Regions from separate parts of the Mus musculus genome. Here all the other regions are linked to region 1. Evidence: chromatin contacts called from public Hi-C, HiChIP or PLAC-seq and promoter capture Hi-C data. All regions are on one chromosome and are shown on one strand. Each heading gives the region's core, a stretch centred on a gene start, on an enhancer-like site or on the middle of the called end of the contact. The rest is flanking DNA. Distances are from core to core; before and after follow the strand shown. Region 1 holds the start of Drc7 (dynein regulatory complex subunit 7). Region 2 has its middle 9.2 kb from the start of Gm31277. Region 3 has its middle 9.3 kb from the start of Gm31277. Region 4 holds the start of Adgrg5 (adhesion G protein-coupled receptor G5).

What was found. A called contact is a pair of places that touch in the nucleus more often than the background predicts. HiChIP or PLAC-seq counts read pairs in DNA pulled down with a chosen protein or histone mark. Capture Hi-C pulls out chosen DNA fragments and counts their contacts.
Region 2: a contact with region 1 is called in a Hi-C map of bone marrow-derived macrophages, with 36 read pairs. The contact joins the enhancer-like site here to the promoter of Drc7 in region 1. A contact is called at or near these places in 1 of 39 promoter capture datasets (neural stem cells), 4 of 15 datasets of contacts at CTCF or cohesin (embryonic stem cells and stem cell-derived epiblast-like cells), 20 of 484 Hi-C or Micro-C datasets (B cells, the G1E-ER4 cell line, the HL-1 cell line and 8 more), 7 of 115 datasets of contacts at active chromatin or transcription factors (embryonic basal ganglia, embryonic stem cells, fibro-adipogenic progenitors and 2 more) and 3 of 9 other capture datasets (adipose tissue, liver and pancreatic islet).
Region 3: an H3K27ac HiChIP or PLAC-seq map of embryonic stem cells shows a contact between it and region 1, with 5 read pairs. The contact joins the enhancer-like site here to the promoter of Drc7 in region 1. A contact is called at or near these places in 2 of 115 datasets of contacts at active chromatin or transcription factors (both in embryonic stem cells) and 2 of 9 other capture datasets (adipose tissue and liver).
Region 4: a contact with region 1 is called in a promoter capture Hi-C map of liver. The contact joins the promoter of Adgrg5 here to the promoter of Drc7 in region 1. A contact is called at or near these places in 9 of 39 promoter capture datasets (the 3T3-L1 cell line, 3T3-L1-derived adipocytes, cranial neural crest and 5 more), 1 of 484 Hi-C or Micro-C datasets (hematopoietic stem and progenitor cells), 2 of 115 datasets of contacts at active chromatin or transcription factors (CD8 T cells and acute myeloid leukemia) and 4 of 9 other capture datasets (adipose tissue, liver, macrophages and 1 more).

The regions. Positions count from the first base shown.
Region 1 is chr8:95,053,552-95,056,770 of GRCm38.p6, forward strand. Drc7 (dynein regulatory complex subunit 7) reads left to right here and starts at 1,552. Exons shown (of 18, transcript NM_001042715.3): 1 at 1,552-1,592; 2 at 2,450-2,663; 3 at 3,050-3,219. The coding sequence starts at 2,458.
Region 2 is chr8:95,208,721-95,211,939 of GRCm38.p6, forward strand. No RefSeq gene overlaps it. Among named protein-coding and RNA genes, the nearest start is that of Gm31277, 9.2 kb to the left of the region's middle. Within about 2 kb of position 1,496, at least 73 of the 459 cell types and tissues checked have an H3K27ac peak or open chromatin away from gene starts, as enhancers often do. A contact at or near this core is called in the HL-1 cell line, bone marrow-derived macrophages, fibro-adipogenic progenitors and 1 more, where this site is marked.
Region 3 is chr8:95,190,242-95,193,460 of GRCm38.p6, forward strand. It overlaps a transcript of Kifc3 not described here. Among named protein-coding and RNA genes, the nearest start is that of Gm31277, 9.3 kb to the right of the region's middle. Within about 2 kb of position 1,455, at least 11 of the 459 cell types and tissues checked have an H3K27ac peak or open chromatin away from gene starts, as enhancers often do. A contact at or near this core is called in adipose tissue and embryonic stem cells, where this site is marked.
Region 4 is chr8:94,921,920-94,925,138 of GRCm38.p6, forward strand. Adgrg5 (adhesion G protein-coupled receptor G5) reads left to right here and starts at 1,775. Exons shown (of 12, transcript NM_001145972.1): 1 at 1,775-1,838.

The sequences.
Region 1 (3,219 bases), core at 302-2,801:
ACTGTTCAACATGAAATTACCTCAACTGCACAGAAAGTTGTAACTTTGATTTTTTTTTCAAAACCTATTTTTGATGATGGTTCTTAAACGCGTCCCTTTTAGCCCACCACCCACCAGAGGTAGTGGAAAAGAAAGGCTACAGGGGAAGCGGACCTGTCTAGAAATGGAGCAACTCCTGTCTGTGTTGTCTGGAAATTGGCACTTCAGCTCACAGGGCAGCAGCAGCAGCAGCAGCAGCAGCAGCAGCAGCACAGTCCACTCAAAAACACTCCATGGAAATATCAGCTGTCCAGTTCCAAAGAGTTGGGTTAGCAGCATTGGTGCCAGGCCTCAGCCTCGGCACAAGTCAGCAGGAGGGACCAGGACCAGCAGGAACACCAGGAAAATTTCTCAGTTGTGCCTCTCTCAGCAAAGTAAGGATCAGCAAAGATGTGAGACCAACAAGCATTGCACAGCCAGCTCTATAAGAAAGCCAAGCTCTGCCTTCATCACAGTCTGTTAGGTCCTATTTATACTCCCTCCAAACATCACATGTCCTTCACTGATCTTGCCTCAGCACGTGAGTGCGACTCAGCTGATTTCACTCTGCCAATCAGCCCGAGACGGAGGAAGCGTCAAGAAGCACACCACCAGAAGGGTTTTTTGGTGCGTTTCTCTCTATAGAGTCCTAACAAATGCAGCTCAACTACACAATGTAAGGTGGACCAATACATGCATGTCACTAGTGAAGAATCCTTCATCGCGAGTCCTTTCATGGGCTTGCTTTAGCAGAATATCCTTTCTCCTGTGTCAGCTAAACTTTCTTTCACCTGTTTGCCCCAGCAAAACACCATCCAACACAACTGACTTCCCAAAGAACCCTTAAGTTTCCACTTCAGGAAGTAGCCAGATAGCTGGGAAGTGATGGGCTTTCAGCATCTACTGCTTTTGTTTTTATTGTAAGTACTTCATGCAGTGGTTTGAAGGACATGACTCCCATAGGCTCATATATTCGAATGTTTGGTGGTCCCCCATTGGTGGAACTGATTAGAAGGAGTGGGAGGAGTGGTTTCTCTGGAGGAGGCGTGGCTTCACTGGAAGAGGTGTGTCACTGGGGCTGGGCTTTGCGCTTTCCAAAGTTCATACGTTCTCAGTTAGCTACACCCACAACCCCCGACCTGGTGCCTGTAGATTGGGATGTAAATTTTCAGCTTATGCTCCGGCACCATACCAGCCAGTCTGCTGCCATGCTTGCTGACATGATGATCATGGATTCTAACCCTCTGGAACCTTAAGTCCCAATAAACACTTTTATATGTTGCCTCGCTCATGTATCGGGAGCAATAATTCTCTGGAGGTTTTTAATCATTTAATAATGCTGCATTTGACAACTGGTTCACAATAATTGCTAAAAGCTTGGTGACCATCTCTTGTATTCTCTTACTCTACCATCCAGCACACTATGGTGGTGGTGGTGGTGGTGGTGGTGGAGGAGGAGGAAAACTGGAACCTAAGCAATCACAAGAAACTACATTTCCCAGAAGCCTCCTCTCCCAGGGCCTGCCCTCCGCTGTTACCATAGAGACAAGTAACAGTAAGGCTGTTCTTGGAGGGTAAGGAGGGAACTGGAAACTGGGCATGGCTGGACCTGCTTGAGATAGGGAGGGAGGGCCCAGAGAAGCAAAGTATTCCTTCCTGGGGTCTCCTAGCCCTGACCTGTCGGGAAGGGCTGTTTTGTGGAGAGGAGAAGGCTGCTGGGAAGAGGCTCTGGTAGGACACTATGGGTCCCTCAGTAGCTGAGGAGGTAGCCTGTATGGGGGGGGGGGTGTTAATGTTGCAGGTCTGGACCCAGACCCACTTTGATGGCCTAATTTGTGACCTTGAGCCCCAGCTAGAGCTGGCCTGCCCCCTGACACCTTGATCTTTCTGTCATGTTTCTTTCCTTGCTCCCCACCCCCCATCTCCCACCCCTTTCCCTTCCATAGCTCCCCTCTTACATGGGTTTCAAAGGCAGAAATCCATGGGTTCCAGTCAAAGATCTGCTCTCTGCTGTATGTAACTCCGATGATTCTCTTAGGCTCTCTAGTCCTTGCTCTTCTCACCTGTAGAATGGGACTCATAGGACTAACTACATCAGTCTGTTAAGGATGAGGGATATCATTTTTGTGTTTACCACACAATAGGTTTCTAGTGAGCTGTGAAATAAAAGTATAACTTTATTAATAAAAATATAACCCACTTCTTGGTTATCTCCCTGTACCTAAGAGGCAGCAAAGGGCTTTAAAAACCAGACCATGCTGCTAGGTTGGAGGTCTGTTCCTGGCTGGTGGAAGGGATGCTTCCAAGGGATGTTGCTCCTCCTCCATGAGGAATGTACCTGGGACCACTCAGCATGTACGAGTGGTCTCGGTGACTTCTTCCTGTCGGACAACGGCCATTTTGAGCGTCTTTGCTTTTTCCTCATCTCTAGCTGTCAGGATGGAGGTCCTGAGAGAGAAAGTGGAGGAGGAGGAGGAGGCTGAGCGTGAAGAAGCAGCCGAGAGGGCCGAACGGACTGAGAAGCTGGAGAGGGTGACAAAGTCCGCCGAAGTGAGCAGAGAGGGGACCATCCTGAGCCAGGATGAGCTTCGAGACCTGGAGGGGAAGCTGATGGCCATCGAGATCCCTACCCAAGCTGATCACTCGTGAGTGTCCGGACTGGGGCTTTCCCAGCCCAGCGCTGGCGGTCAGAAAGGACCAAGGCAGGATTGGTAGCATCTGGGCTGGGAGCGGGGGTCATAGAGGGATGTGATTCAGTTTGAGGTTCTACTCCCAGACTGCTCACCTTGCCCCAGTTGTGTGACTGGGGTGTGTGGGGATGAGGGGTACGGGGGTGGGGGGAAGGCCGTCAACCTTTTGCAGCCTCCATTACTTTGTCTGTGTAAGAGTGAAAATATAAGTAGTGGCAGTCTCCATGGAGTTGTGAAAATCAAATGAAGATAAGGCAAAGACAGCTCAGGCATTTTAGGGGATTTCTGGGTGTGCCAAGCATGGCCTCTCTTAGATTATTGTTATCTTTCCTTGGACACAGGGTCATAAGCCAGGCCCCTGTTGATGTCACCAAGCTGCCTCCTTCCTATACCACCAACTCATTGAAGGAGGAGCACCTGCTGCTGGTGGCAGACAACTTCTCCCGCCAGTACAGCCACCTGTGTCCAGACCGCGTGCCTCTCTTCTTGCACCCGTTAAATGAGTGCAATG
Region 2 (3,219 bases), core at 246-2,745, 160 kb after region 1:
TGTTCTCTAACCTCCATGCATGTGCCTGTACCAACAGATATCACTCACACACACACACTAATAATAATAATAATAATAAATAACTAAGGCAAACCCTAACTGGGCATAATGATGTTACCCCTGTGGGCCCAGCACTTGGAGTTTGAGGCAGGAGGATCCTTTGTTCAAGGTCAGTTTAGGCTACAGAGGGAGACCCTTTCTCAAAACAAAACCAACAAAATGGCTTCTTCCAGTTGCCTGAAGAATATGGCTTAGACTTTCTTTTCTTTCCTTCCTCTCTTCATTTCATTTTTTCATTCTTTTTTCTTTCTTTTTCTTTCCTTTTTTTTTTTTTTTGGACAGTTTTACTACGTAGCCCTGGCTGTCCTGGAACTCAGTAGTTCAGGCTGGCCTCAAACTCACAGAGATCTGTCTTCTTCTGCCTCCCAAGCACTGGGATTAAAAGCATGCACCACTATGGCCAGCAGACTTGCTTTTGTAAGTAACCCAGACCTGAAACAACATGATTCTGCCCACTTGACCTGACACCTCTGTCAAGTTGCTGCCTCTCAACACTGTTAAGAATGGCAACTACATAGCCGGGCATGGTGGTGCACACCTTTAATCCCAGCACTCGGTAGGCAGAGGCAGGCAGATTTCTGAGTTTGAGACCAGCCTGGTCTACAAAGTGAGTTCCAAGACAGCCAGGGCTACACAGAGAAACCCTGTCTCGAAAAAAAAACCAAAAAACCAAACAAAAACAAAACAAAACAAAAGAATGGTGACTACATTTCTGTGTGATCTTTGGAAGAAAGGATACAAACCACAGCAGGGCCTCACCAAATTGGAGCAACATCTAGACTTGCTAAAGGGACTGGAGGTGTAGTTCAGTATAGCTCAGCCCTTGCCTAGCTTGCTCCAGGTCCAAGGCCAAGAAATAAACCAATGATAAGGCGTCATCCACAAATAGGACAGTGGCGATGAGAGCAGAACCCAGGGAAGTCTAAGTGATAAGACACTCATATGAGTGCAGTGTACAAAAGCTCGGGAAAGAGAGAAGATCTGTGGCTTTCTAAAGCAGAAAACATAAAGACTCGAGTCAGCACTTAGCAGATACTACAACGCCTACCAGAGGCTAAAGCAATGGATACAATGATTGCCTCATTTTGTTACTTTGTCCTAAAACTTACCTCTGGTAATAAATACTCCTCTAGTCAATTGTCTTTACACTGACAAACACCCAAGGTAAAGTAACTACCGAGTAGAAGGATTGGGACTCCTCCCAGCTTTGGGTGCTGTTAATTACACCACAGCTGCTGCGTGTCACCTGCTGACAGATTTACTACAGCAGTAACGCTGTTTTCCCATCGGCCATGCCATGCCGATATTTTTAGCCCTGGCTTATTAGAATTGGGTGGGTGCCCTGTGATTCCCCCCGCCCCTTGCCTCTGAGCTGGGAATCCGTGACTCAATGTCCTTATTCTGCTTAGTTTATTGTCTGCAGAGGAATTAGTCATTTCTGGGCGACGACAACTGCAGCCTGCAGTGGACAGTTCAAATCTGAGTCACAGTTTTCAGCCGTAAGTGTAGTCATCGTGTGATGTTCATGAGCAAGCAGAAATAAACAATATGCCTCCTTTATTTCTGCCCCTCCCCCCACAACACCCCCGCTTCTATCCTTTCATGTAAATGCCACAGGCTGATGGTGACAATACAAAGTCCCCTCTCTGGGCTTCAGTGGCTCAGCCATCTCTTCTTAGCACTCTCCTTCCTGGCAGACACTGCTTACTGATGGATCTGCTGAACGCAGTCCAATCTATTATCCTCCAGTGAACTTTAACTGAGATACATCTCACTCTAAAGCTTAAGCACTTAAAATCTGAGGGACAAACAGCGGTGCAGTAAGCAGAAGCGAGATGGGAAAAACAGTCAAATTTCAAAAGCAAGGCACGGAAGTCAGAGAAACGATGAGACGGAACGAGGCGGTCTACTGACATGGGGAACCAGGCGGTCTACTGACACTGGGAAAGCGGGCTGAAGAGTGTCTGCCCATGGATATGAGGTCAGAAAGTGCAATTCTAGACTCTGGTGTCGTAGGGCAAAGGAACACATGAGGAACACGTGGAATCTCATCACAGAAGCTGGAATAGCAGTGCATGCCTTTAATTCCAGCACGTGGGAAGCAGAGGCAGGGTAGATCAAAGTAGGGTTCAAGGCCAGCCTGGTCTACAGAGAAACACGGCGGGACCCAATGTCCAAACAGCTGGAGAGATGGCTCATTGGTTAAGAGCCACTGGTTGCTTTTGTAGAGGAGCTGGGTTCAATTCCCTACAACCATGTGGCGGTTCACAACCATCGGTAGCATGGTGGCTCATGACTGTCTGTAACAAACTGTCAGTTACAAGAGATCAGATGTACTCTTCTGGCCTATGTGGGCGTGAGGCACACAGGTGGCACACATATGTACATGTAGGCAAAACATTTACACACATTAGAAAAATAAATATTAAAAAGCAAACAAACCGGCTTCTTTAGTTAGCCGTTAACCAACAAGAGCTCCTCACTCAGAACCGAACCCGCCAGTGATGATGCAGTTGTTATGGGTTCTGTTTTGGGCAGGTGACCATGGCTCTTTTTGACCCTTTGAGTCAGGGTCTTTACAAGTAGCCTGAGCAGGTCTTGAACTTAGGTCCTCTAGCCTCAGCCGTCCAGTCCTGGGGTGATAGCTGTGTACCGTCACATGTGGCTATTTCCTTTTTTTTTTTTTTTAAAGATTTATTTATTTATTATATGTAAGTACAATGTAGCTGTCTTCAGACACTCCGGAAGAGGGCATCAGATCTTGTTACAGATGATTGTGAGCCACCATGTGGTTGCTGGGATTTGAACTCAGGACCTTCGGAAGAGCAGTCGGTGCTCTTAACCACTGAGCCATCTCACCAGCCCCGTGGCTATTTCCTGGATGACTTGTTTGGATCTGTCTGTCTGCAGTGCTTTAGGTTTTGTGCAACCGCTCTGCCCTCCATCTTTCTTTAAGGATTAACTCTCTGGGTTTCAGAAATTAGGAGGTCTGAAACCTGGAGGCCCTACTGCCCTGGGGGTGGGGGAGCTCTGTAAATACCTGATAATTAGCTCTTCAGGCATGTGTCTAGTTAATTGCTTTCACTGGAAAGGGTGACAAAGTCCTTTACTTCTGAGACAGGGACAAGTGGCTGCATCTGAGCCTCGGTCCCCAGGTCA
Region 3 (3,219 bases), core at 205-2,704, 140 kb after region 1:
AGGCTGGCTCCACAGAAGTCTTTCAGTCAGTCTTGTTGTACCTAGTTTTAGTACCGTGGGATGAGGAGTAACCAAGAACGCAGCAGCAGACGAAGCAGCCAAGGCTACGGGTTAGCAGTCACTCAATACACGAGCAGCAAGGTAGCCCGCTCCCCGGGAGCTGAAGAGGCTGAGCAGGTCAAGAGTGGCCAGGGCAGGGGCAACAGATGGGTGGAAAGAGAAGAGAGAGAGCTGAGGCAGAAGTGACGAACCTAAAAGCCGAGAAGAGAAACTGCAAGCCTTGCTTGCTATTGGAATTCTGAAGAAGTCTGGCCTTGGTGGCGCACGCCTTTAATCCCAGCATTCAGAGGCAGAAGCAGGGGGATCTCTGAGTTCAAGAACAGCCTGGTCTACACAGTGAGTTTCAGGACAGCAAGGGCAGAGAAAAAGGACAGAGAAACGCTGTCATTGAAAAACCAAAATTAATTAATTAATTAATAATAAATAAAAGTAAAAGGACTCTGAAGAATCATCAGGCCTTTAGGGCCAAAAATTTGAGATAGTCCAGGCTTAGGACCTATAGCATGGCTGCAAGCAAGGTCTGAGAAATCTTCCTAGGCTCCATAGAGTGCCAGACATAGCTGGGTGTGATGGTACATACTTGCAATCCCAGTACTCAGAAGGTCGAGAGTTCAAGGCCAGCCTGAGCTACTGATGGTCACCCTGTGTCAAAAACAAAACTATAGATAGATAGATAGATAGATAGATAGATAGATAGATAGATAATGAAACTTCGGTGATGATTTCATTTTCCCTTACCCTCTTAAACGTTAATTTCAGAATCTAAGACGTTTGTTCCCTTTGGCATCATGAAGAATGTACTTTTTCTGTCTTAATGGCAGCTGAGAGATCAGAGGACCCAGGGATTAACAGCAACATGAGCAAAGCACATCAGAGCTTACGCCTGCAGCTCCATCCGCCTGACTTCAGGGCTCGCAAGTGTCACCAGGCAGACCATTTCAATAGTCAGTTTGATGAAATGAAAAACAAACAAACAAATAAACAAACAAACAAAACCCTGCCATCACTGAGGCACTGCTCTGGATTTGTCTGTGGAAACATTTCCGAGGAAGTTTAACTGAGGAGGGAGGACCCACCCTGATGCAGGAGCACCATCCAGTAGGCTGAAATCCTCACGTGCATTAAAAGGGGGGAGTGGGGAGAGGAGAAGGTGAGCTGAGCCCCCGCTCTGCACCTGCTCAGGCAGGAGCACACAGCTTCCTGATGCTTTCCCTGATGTAACAGACTGTATCCTCAAGCTGTGAGCCAAAACCCTTCCTCTTTTCACTTGCCATTTTGTTCCGGGTATTTTGTTACTGCAATGAAATAAGGAAGCCGGCACATCTATTTGCCAGCTCTAGGAACCTGCCTTAACAGTTTGAGGCAAATGGTTACCTGGGTCCAAAGGGTTAGCTGTAATTAAGCAATGCAGCTGGGCGTGGTGGCACTCACCTCTGCCCCCAGGACCTGACAGCCAGATGGGGGTTGTTGTGAGTTCGGGGTCACCTAGTCTATACAGCTAGTTTCTCGCCAGTGAAGGCTACAGAATAAGAAGGCCCTGGGTTAAAATGACTTTAAACAAAAGGTGTGACTGGGTGCAGGAGTGGTGGCTCAGAGGCTAAGAGCACTGGCTGCTCTTCTAGAGGACCTGGGCTTGCTTCCCAACGCAGTTTACAACTGTATGTAACTGCAGTTTCAGCGTATCCAATGCCCCCTTCTGGGCTCTGAGGGGAAGGTCTACAACATGTGTGCAGGCAAAACAGCCATATGCATATAAAGGATTTTTTTTTTAAAGGCAAAACAACCAAACCTAGACTTCAGATTCCATTTAACTCACCGATGTATTTGTATCAATCCGTTTATTTTTATTGGCTGACTGATTGATTGATTGATTGATAGGGTCTCACTATATAGGCCATGCTGGCCTCCAACTCACAGAGATCCACTACATTTGCCTCCTGAGCACTGGGCTGTTATGCCTGGTCTTTTATTTCTCTTGTTTGTTCCTGTACAACCTAGGTTAATTCAGGTAAGTCACCTTTTAGGTGATGAAAATGGAACTCTGTGTGTGTGTGTGTGTGTGTGTGTGTGTGTGTGTGTGTGTGTGTGTATACGACCAATTTAATTATCTTATAAAGCCCTTTTACAGGGGTCTCAACCTTCCTAATGCTGTGACCCTTTAATACAGTTCCTCATGTTGCGCTGACCCCCCCCAACCATAAAATTATTTTGTTGCTACTTCATAACTGTAATCTTGCTACTGTTATGAACCTTAATGTAAATATCTGATGTGCAGGATGCCTGATGTGCCTGTGAGAGTGTCCTCTGACCCTTCTCCCCACCCCCACTCCCACTCCACAAAGGGGTCATGACCCATAGGTTGAGATCCGGCTCTCTCTATGTCTGTGGTTTGTCACCCTCTGGGGAATCACAAATTCCTAACAGTAGCAAGATTCCAGTTATGAAGTATCAACAAGACAGTTTTATGGTTGGGGGTCAGTACAACATAAGGAACTGTGTATTAAAGGGTTTCAGGATAAGGAAGGTTGAGAACTACTGCTCTATGTAGCTCTGGGAGGCCTGGAACTTGACATGTAGACCAGGCTAGCCTCAAACACACAGAGACCCTCCTGTCTCCTGAGTGCTGGGATTACAGGCATGTACTACCACATCTAGCTACTGAATTTCTCTTAAAATATGCATGCCTTTAATCCCAGCACTTGGGAGGCAGAGGCAGGTGTAGCTCTTTGAATTCAACCTGGTCTACAGAGTGAATTCCAGGACAGCCAGTTACATAGAGAATCTCTGTTGAGAGAGACAGAGACAGAGAGAAAGAAACAGAGAGGGGGGGGGCTGAAGGGTTTTGTAGCCCCTGGGGCGGGGTGAGCAACAGTGTCAACTGGCCAGAACCCCCAGGAACTCCTGGGGACTGGCCCACCAACCAGAGTACACATGGGAGACTCATGGCTCCAGCCGCATATGTAGCAGAGGATGGCCTTGTTGGACATTAGTGGGAAAAGCGACCCTTGGTCCTGTGGGGATTCAATGCCCCAGTGTAGGGGAATGCCAGGGCAGGGAGGCTGGAGTGGGTGGGTGGGGGAACACCCTCATAGAGGCAGGGAGAAGGGAATGGGTTAGGGGGTTTTCCAGAGGGGAGACCTGGAAAGGAGATAACATTTG
Region 4 (3,219 bases), core at 525-3,024, 130 kb before region 1:
GTCTGGGTCGGAAAGAGGCTAAAGCCTGCCAGGCACAGAGGTAGTTCCAGCTATACCAGAAGGATTGCTGGAGCCCAGAACGCCTGGCCTGTGGTGTGTTGTTCTGTCTGAATAACCCCCATCAAGTGCAGTATCAGTATGACAACTGCCAGATTGCTTTAGGAAGGGGAACTGGCCCAGATCGGCAACACAGAGGGTGTGAACTGAGAGGCTCAAGATGTTTTGTCTCCTCTAATTGGAGGCTTCAGATTGCCATCAAGACTGGGGAAGCTTTGGAGAGTAGATGACTCCCTCTTGGTATTAGTCCCCTGTTCTAATGTCTAGTCATGCTTATAGTCCTTCACAGATCCCCTACACACAAACACAAGTGGGGAGACCTTTGTCAAGGGATGGGAATATCTTCTCCTCCAAGGGACCGAGGAAGCTACTGATCTGGCTTCTGAGCATAAGACTGTCCAAAGTGAAGTGTGTTCTTCGGTGTTGTATGCAGGGGTGACCGGCATCCTAAGCTGAGGCAGGAACAGTGAGGTAGGAAACACAGAGGTTGTGGGGACTTGGGGATCAGAGCTCTCTACCTAGGCCTTCTGTGCAGCTGCTCACCACGGAGCATAAAGGAGTTGGTGGTTCAGTCCCCAAGGCATCCCGGACAACCGCCTCCCCCACCCTCCCTAGGAAAGGCCAGGAGGTGAACGTCTGGTTATAGTAAACTAAAGCATGGGTGTGTGGGAGCTAAGGCGGTGGTTCAGCCAGCAGATGCTTTCGAGGCGTGCACAAGGCCCTGGGGTTGAGGCCAAACACCACTAAAGACAATAGCCAGGAAAAAAAAAAAACAACGTGCAAAAAGGGCAAATGCTTATCTAAGTCACCCAGTGGGAGTCTGGCCAAGGAGTTGAGACACAATTGTACAGGGGCCCTGCAAAACCTTTGATGGCATCTGGGGTGGGGCCCCCTTTCCCTCTGAGCCCCTTACACCCACTGTGAGCTATGAGGAACTGACTGTGAAGAAGCTGGCTTGAGCGGTGGAGGGCAGGAAGACTGTGCTGGGACCCGTGCTTTCTTCCTTTCCCTGCGTCTCTGTGCCCCTCAGCCCCACTACCGCAGGAGCAGAAGAGGTTCTTGAGTTATGATTTTCTGCAGGGAATTTGGATAGGCTCCCCATCTCTGAATCACTTCCGTGGTCTCTTTAGGACTCTGTAGAGAGCATAGCTGGTATTATAGGCTACGCTCGTGGGACTTCTGACTGAAGGCGAGGCTAGTCTGCTTTCTCTCCCTGCTATTCTGGCCATACTTCCTGAGATCTGCCCTGGACCACCTGGAACTGCGTCCTTGTCCTCTCTAGGCTATCAGTTCAGCATCTATGACACTTGCAGGTCTGATTGCTGTTATACATGAGGAAATATATATATATTAAAAATATAAATTTTCCCTTTCTATAAATGGGGAAACTGAGACTTAGGAAGGAGCTATAGCTTGCCCAAGGGTGCAGAGCTGGACCGTCCTGAACCCTCCACAACACCATGCTGTCTGTCTCTCCTGGCACTTCTGGGGAGGCTGAGCCCAGTCTCCCCCCCTCCACCCGCCCCCCCCCCCCCCCAGAGTGTGACCAAGGGGACCTTGATCTAGCCGACAGCTCAGAGGAAACAGAGAGTGCTACCACAAAAGAAGTGAGGCAGGAGCATAGGGTGAAGGGAGGCCAGAAAAGCCCGGGAGTAAGTAGGCCGAGGTGAACAGAAAAGCCACAGCTTTCAACTCCTCTCAACTTCCTTTTCTCCCTGCAGAAGCTAGAGGACCATCTCGAGACAGCAGTGAGGACGTGACTGCCGCTGACTGCTTTACAGGTTAGTCCCCTGGACCCCTCCACCCTCCCACCCATTGGTCCCCATCCACAGACCCCAGGTGCACAGATCTCATGCCATCCCAGGAGTGACAAGCTAGGGACCCACCTCCTTCCAACTCCAGAGAAGCCTCTACTTTCAGAAGTGAAGTTAAGCCATGATTATATCTGGGGGGTGGGGGGGGGTAGCTTTCCCGAATCCCGATTTCTCATATAGAAAACGAGGTGAGTCGTGTAGCACAAGGCTTGAGTGACAGCGGGTAGACTGTAAGATGCTCTGCGCCCGGCAAATAGGAACTGAGGAAGTTCCTGTGCAGCCTGGGAGACACAGGGTCTCAGAGAAAGGACCTCCAGACAAGCGGGGCCAGACTCCTTGGTGGTTTACAGTGGCCCCCGTTGCCCACTTCTAAAAGAGCTGACAGCAGCATCTTTCTGGGCTGTGACTTGATGCTGATCGACTTGGCCCATTCCTCATCCCAGCCAGGGGCACCTAGAGAAAGCCAGAGGCAGAGCCCAGCCAGTGGTGAGCAGGGATGGCTGTTTGAGGAGCCATGTATAAGCAGGAGGATTGTCCTGGGCAGGACCTGGCGTGGCTGAGGTACGAGATCTGTGCTGGGTGGAAAGCAGAGGCTCCTACGCCCCATGCACTGAAGATGTATTCCTGCCCAAGGCCTACAGTTAGAGGACTAGACCTAGGGCAGGGGCTGATTCCCACAGGAAAGAGTCCTAGAAATGGTTGAGTTCCTCTCCCTGGGAAATGGGTCTCTCTGGCCTAGTTTTGCACACGAGGAAATTGGAAGGTCACTGAGGCCAGTTTCTTAAGCCAGTGCTTTGCAGTCTGGGCACTGAATAGTGGAGCTGGTTATTAAACCCATAGCTTTCTAAGGTCCTTTTCTTGTTCACGTATATCTTAATCTCCCAATTTTAACTGACCTAAAATACTTGCTCACTTGCCTACCACCACTTGGCTTTTCAGGCACCTTTGGGGAGTTGCTGCTGGTGCTGGCTTGGAATTTGAAAGCCCAGGTTTGGGTCCCAGCTTGGCTACGGGGCTGCTGTTGAGCCCCAAGGAAACGCTTGGCTTTTGTGGTATTATGTCGTCTTGCCGTCTTCCAGAATCACCTGGAAAGTCAGGAAAGGGGGTTTCAAGTGATGAACTGCACAGATAGAAACCTGACGGCTGAGGGTTGACAGGTTGATGATGCCTGGGTCCTGATCGGCAGAGACAGGGTGGGTACCGGGAGGTTACAAGCAAAAGCAAAGGTTTGCCCGTGAGAATGAAGTGGCAGCCACAGCTTCTGTCTGGGGTGTTGGGGTGGGGATGGGGTGAGCTTCAGCTCTGGTCTTTTGATTTTCAGTTATATATGGGGTCAGGCTGCCTCTCT